2 separate regions of the Triticum aestivum genome follow, and region 1 is linked to region 2. The links are chromatin contacts, called in public Hi-C maps. All regions are on one chromosome and are shown on one strand. The core of a region is the stretch at or near the end of the contact, and the rest is flanking DNA. Distances in the headings are between cores, read along the strand shown.

Evidence for each region. A called contact is a pair of places that touch in the nucleus more often than the background predicts.
Region 1: a contact with region 2 is called in a Hi-C map of leaf, with 4 times the contacts expected there. The contact joins the promoter of LOC123046524 here to the promoter of LOC123046522 in region 2. A contact is called at or near these places in 2 of 5 Hi-C or Micro-C datasets (both in leaf).

Annotation. Positions count from the first base shown.
Region 1 is chr2B:655,167,451-655,170,409 of IWGSC CS RefSeq v2.1, forward strand. LOC123046524 (mannosyl-oligosaccharide 1,2-alpha-mannosidase MNS1) reads left to right here and starts at 1,661. Exons shown (of 15, transcript XM_044469922.1): 1 at 1,661-1,995. The coding sequence starts at 1,834.
Region 2 is chr2B:654,968,974-654,971,912 of IWGSC CS RefSeq v2.1, forward strand. It overlaps LOC123046522, which reads left to right and starts at 1,511. Exons shown (of 9, transcript XM_044469921.1): 1 at 1,511-1,736; 2 at 2,573-2,735; 3 at 2,910-2,939. The coding sequence starts at 1,689. It overlaps LOC123046521 (putative DNA ligase 4), which reads left to right. Exons shown (of 27, transcript XM_044469917.1): 27 at 1-922. The coding sequence ends at 545.

The DNA of each region.
Region 1 (2,959 bases), core at 411-2,910, 200 kb after region 2:
CTCTCGTTTTTTTATTTTCTTTTTACAGAATGTAGAATTATGGTTGTTTACAACTATTTGGATGTTCAAATGAACTCCAAAAGATTTGATTTTTTTAATGTGGTCTCTCTGGAATATTTCAAAGCTCCAAAAAAATAATTAGGGTTTATGGACAAGGTTTGATGTTTGTTTTGAAAATAAATTGTAGAAATGGCATAATGGTGGTTTGAATTATGTCTAGTTGATAGGCTTGCTCAAAATTTGTGAAATAATTTTGGGGCTCACAGATATTGTGGAAAGACCATGTTCAAAGTTTGGGGTTCTATCCCATTCTAAAACATTGAAAGGGGAAAATGGTGTAGATCATAGCCCAATAAAATAAAATGGTAAAATAATTAGGTTTTGTGTGTTCGACATTTTTGTGATGCAATTGAGAATAATGCACATTGGAATTATGGCATGATGATGCAAATATCAGTTATTAGCTATTATTTAGGTAGGGAATTACTCTAATATGTTACACACAATGACAACTGGAAAAAGATGTTAGCTCTGGAGCAAGATTGGTGGTCCATGGGGAGCGATCCCGACGTTCTTCTCGTCTCTGACGATGGGAAGCGGCGAAGCTAGATCCGGATTAGCATGGGGACGATCATCAACCGACATGCCACATCGACATGCGCCTTGTTGTAAGGAGCGAGCCTGTTCATCAACTCTCAAAGCCACAAAAAGGTGATGGTGATGGCATGGATCTAGGGCTGTTGGACCCTTGCCTCCTCCCTCGGCGTGTGTCACGACAATGCTGGGAGTTGGCGGCGGCCGTAGGATCGATAGTTTGCAGGGACCACAAATGACCATTTTGTTTTAACCATTTTATTGAGGTCATTTTTGTAAAGTTCTTATGACTATGGTTTTTTCTTGGTCTATTCGGTAGATTCTGTATATATTTGTACTTATACTCTGTCCGTTGTTACATTATAGTATGCAGTTTCTCTAAGAAAAAGATCGTTTTACAGTTACATTGCCGTGACCACACCATATTCATCCACTCCAGAGACCCGCAAAAAACCATGGATTTCACCGTGAATTTTGTTCCCAAGTAGAATGGCATTTTCCTGTCTCTATTTTAGGCTTTCCGACGACGTTCATTGAATGGGAGGTGATGTTTCCGCCGACTATGAGGGCATGTGGCGACTTTATCAATTTCAAGATGTTGCCCTGAGTCAGTATCTCGAAGATGTTCATAAGGATAGAGAGTGTGTACATATGTTTATAGGATTGAGTGTATTCATAAAGAAGAGACGAAGCCATGGTATTCGCTACTGAGACCGGTGAATTGGTGTCCGGATTCAGATGAGCCCGGGCATGAACAATTCCACGATTTGAAAGGAAAAAAGAGTTCAATTTTTTTTGTGGTGCAAGATGCTTCTTTCCACGGAGTTCACGCACAGGAGCATCTTGCACAAAAAAGTTCAAAAGACTTTTGTACGGAGTTCACGTATAGGAGCATCTTGCATAAATGTTTTTTTTGAGTTTTTAAACTTTTTTCCCTTTCAAATCGTGATACTGTTTACCTCTGGGTTGAATTATCTATCGTTCGCTACTCTTCTTCAGTATTGAAGTGGTTATTTACCGGAAGTAGAGTCGGGCCCACATTTAGCGATGACTGCCGAGACCCACGAACTGTCAAACACTGACGGACAGAGAAAACACTGAAGCACACACATCCACGCGGGGACAGCACGACCGACCGCACGCACACGCGCGCATCCCCGGCGACGTCACCGGAGGGAGACGGCGACGAGCTTCGGTCCCCGCGACCTTCTCGCCGGAGCTCCCTAGGCAGCCGCCGCCATGGCCCGCCGGTCTTCGTCGTCCTCCTCGTCGGGGACGTGGCGGTACCTCAACCCCGCCTACTACCTCAAGCGGCCCAAGCGCCTCGCGCTCCTCTTCTTCGTCTTCGTCGCCGCCACCTTCGCCTTCTGGGACCGCCAATCGCTCGTCAGCGAGCACGAGGTGCGCTCGCCCCGTCTCGCCCCCGGAGAATTCTCCCCTGATCCGGGTCGGAACCGCGGGGATCTGATTGAATTTGGTTGTTGCGGCCAAGTAGCTTCGAATTCGTCTCGGCGCTGGTTGGGCGCTGGATCTGGGTGTAGCGACGACGACTTGTGGCTAGAGCCGTCGGGATAAATGGGTTTAGGTTTATGCTGCGTCTGCCTATCTGGGGTTCATTTGGGAGAGATTGTGCCGAGGATCTGGCGTTCCGTTTGAATCTTGACGCTTTTGTCTGAGATTTGATCTTTTGAGCGAGTGGATCTTATGAGGGACCACTAGGCTACAGCTCAACTATACGTGTGTAACGATTATTGGTATTAGCTTAGAATTCTTTCCAGCTTTGACTGTAGATTTGGCGAAGAATTGTGCGTCTTTTCTTTCCAATCCTAGAATTAGTGGGATGAATATGGGTACAGTGAGGTACTTTAGCAGCTTAGATTTTTCTCAGGCGGGAAGACCTTAACTGTTCTAGTTAATCCGGGGGAATAATCAAGACCTTGCCATGTTTCTCAATTACTATATGGTGTAGATTTGGAGAACTGAATACTCCCTCCGTCCGCAAATACTTGTCATCAAAATGGATAAAAAGAGATGTATCTAGAACTAATATACGTCTAGATACATCCCCTTTTATTCATTTTGATCACAAGTATTTCCGGACGGAGGGAGTACTAGTTAGAACATTATTATACATGGCACATGCAACTTTATGATTGTGGTTTGTAGTGAAACTGTTCGAATAGCTGTTGTATTCTAAGGAGCGGCTGTAACTGTGATTGCCCTATTATGTTAGTATAGTCAATTAGTCATGTAGAGACTCATATTGGTTTAATCTTGGCGAGATACTAATGTTCATTGGGACTTGTTATGAGTAATTAAATAATTTGGTGGATGCGAGTATGTGACACGTGAGCTGTACTATTTA
Region 2 (2,939 bases), core at 261-2,760:
CAGGTCAAGATGATGAAAAGTTGAACACACATCACATCTCCAGGATGGAAGAAGATAACAGTGACAAGGACCAACGACCACCTCGAGCTGCTCCTAGACCAGTTCGAAGAACAAGTGCTAGAAGAGGAACCCGGCAAGCAAAAATAGACTATCGTGAATCTGACGAAAGCGGCCCTGGTGAAACAGGTGAAGATCAAAAGCTGGGCACAGATTCTGTCGTAAAGATGGAAGAAGATAGCCTGGATGAAGACCAAGGACCGCCAGCAGGTGCCCAGTTCATCACACTGGATGAGCGAGAGCCAAAAGTCGTCAAATTGAGTGCAGCAGAGGATACGACAACCAGTCCAAAGTTCGAAAGCAAAGGAACTTCTGAAAGAGCAGACGCTGGTGAAGGAACAAGCATGGCAGCCGAGAAGATAGAACAGATGGTGGATCCTCTGCATGCGATGCTTCTCGACATGATACCGTCGCTTAGGGAAGACGCAAGCAGCGCTCCCCCAGCCAAAGTTGAGCACGATCCGCCGCGTGTGAGAAGTTCCACGTAACAGGGCTCCGGTGCCTGAGACAGGAGGCTCTGCATCCAATCCCATGGCTCCGGCACCGCGTGCAGGAAGTTCGTCATACAGTGCGGGGGTTCCAGCCCCAGATCCAAACCCCGTGGCTCCGAAGAAGAAAAAGGTGAGCTACAAAGATCTGGCCGACGAGTTTCTGAAAGATTGGTGAGAATGCTTCGCCTCTTTGGGCTCGGGGTAGCATGTATGCAGCACGTCTTTTTTCACCGTTTCCACGGTCCTGTAAATATGACAGATGCTTGTAACTATCAACCCTGTCCGAATCATCGCCCTAATTATCTTGTGCCTTGAGGAGTGAGGTGCCTGAAAAAACTGATGCTGGACCAAACTGTGATGGCTTGCAGCACTCGTTGGCTTGCAAAGTGTGTCCCGTAGTCGCGTCGGTAGCCTGGTTCGGCCCTATGGCTGGGTTGGTTTTCCGTCAGGCGTCGACGCGTCCATTGCCCATGCCGTCGTGCGCTTCAGCCGGCGGCGAATTACAGAACAGCTTGCGCACCAGGACGGCCCGTCTGTCCAGGTCTCAGATGAGGCCTCGTGTAGCGGAAGGCGCACGACGCGACACCACGGGCTCGCGGTGGGCGTGACGGGTGGTCGGCAGCACTGGGAAAGAAACGCACACGATGTGTGACGGGTGGACCACATTGAAACTTGACGTGCCAACGGCCTCCGTGTCGGCAACACTGGACACGTCCAGTTTTTTTTTTTTTTTTGAGGGAAGTATTTTTTTTAAAGGGTCCTCTGGTTGCTGTCCTAGTCAACCCACCGTGAGACAAGACAAGGAGCGACAGTATCCGTGTCACTGACAAGCCGGTCTCCTCGCGCCCCAGCGTCCCAGGAAGGCGGGAGCCAAGCGCCGCACGCCGTGGCACTCACTGACCGTATGGCCCCCACGACCTGCGGCCCCAGCTGCCATTCTATACGCCATGAATATTCGCGAGTAACTGGCCCGTCCCCATCCGAGCTTTTCCTCCTCACCTGTCGTCTCCCTCGGCTTCTTTCCATCCGTCACCCCCTCTCTCTGTCTCACTGGTTTTCTCCACTCCCCCCAACCTTCATGTCAGCCCCCTTCTCCTTGACCAAAAATCCAGCCCCTTTCTATTTCTGGAGGCGTCGGCGATGACATTCAAGCAGGTCTTCTGCGCCCTGCGAGAGGTCTTCCCACAGGTATGGATTGGTCCGGCTGGCTGGCTCCACAAGATTTGTTCATGTTTTTGTTTGTAAATACCTCAAGGTCAATTTCTTCTATAATATAGTCCTATTTAGCAGAAATAAAATAAAAATTGGAGTAATTCATCTAGCTTACACGCGAAGATTCTATTTGGAGAATCTTCTTTTCTCTCCTCCTCCGCATTTTTTTTTTGCTCTATCTCCTACAAGGCACCACCATATGGGTTGCCGACAAACTGTTTGATGAAATCTATTAATTGGGCAATTCAAAAAAAATCCATTAATAGGCTCCCGGGAGCATTTCAGTTTTTCTTAGGGGGAGACAAATTTCCGGTTTAGGCCAATAAAGGATAATTGAATACTATTAAGAAAAAATGCTCTGCTCAGTGTGTATCATATATGGAAGGAACATCAGTAGTAGGCCTGCAGATAGTGATCTAAACGATTTTATATTTCTTTACAGAGGGAGTAATTATAGGGAAATACAGTAAAAGATAGTGACAGAAGTAGCAAGGAGTCAACAACCAAGTAAAATGTCGAAGCATCAAGTCATTTACGCTGACATTATTCAACCTTTCCAAAAAATAAATATAAAATGCTGACATTTCATTGTGCAGCCCTGCTGGATTACTGATTTCCCTGTCAACCAATGCCAAACATGATTTACTTCGTCCTGGAGACTGGATTCATTAACATGAACATGAACGTGAACCACCTCAAATATCTTGTACTGTATTTATGCAACCAATTCTAACATATGTGCAACTGTACATCGAGATAAAGAAAACACGGCATATTTAAGGTTATTTTTTTCCTTTGTATTCGTGTTACAGGTTGATCTTCGAATATTGAAGGCTGTAGCCAGTCAGTATTCCTCTGATGTCGATGCAGCTGTTGGATTTGTTCTTTCCGATGTCATTCCAGCAGTAAGCGAACCTACCGAAACAGTTTTCACACTCCAAGATGTTGATTATGCAGAACACGGACCTGCTGATTGTAAGTAATTTTGTGCACTGTGTTTGCACCCTTTTTTTCATTCCTGTTGTTTGTTTTCACCCATTACGTGGAAATACTTGTAGCAATAAAAAAAAAGCAATCAAATATGTGCATCTGCTAGTTGTTTATTCAATGGGGCCTTCAGTCTCATGCTTGTTTGTTTTCAAATGTTAGGCAGGAAGTCTAACTTACACTCTGGAGGGA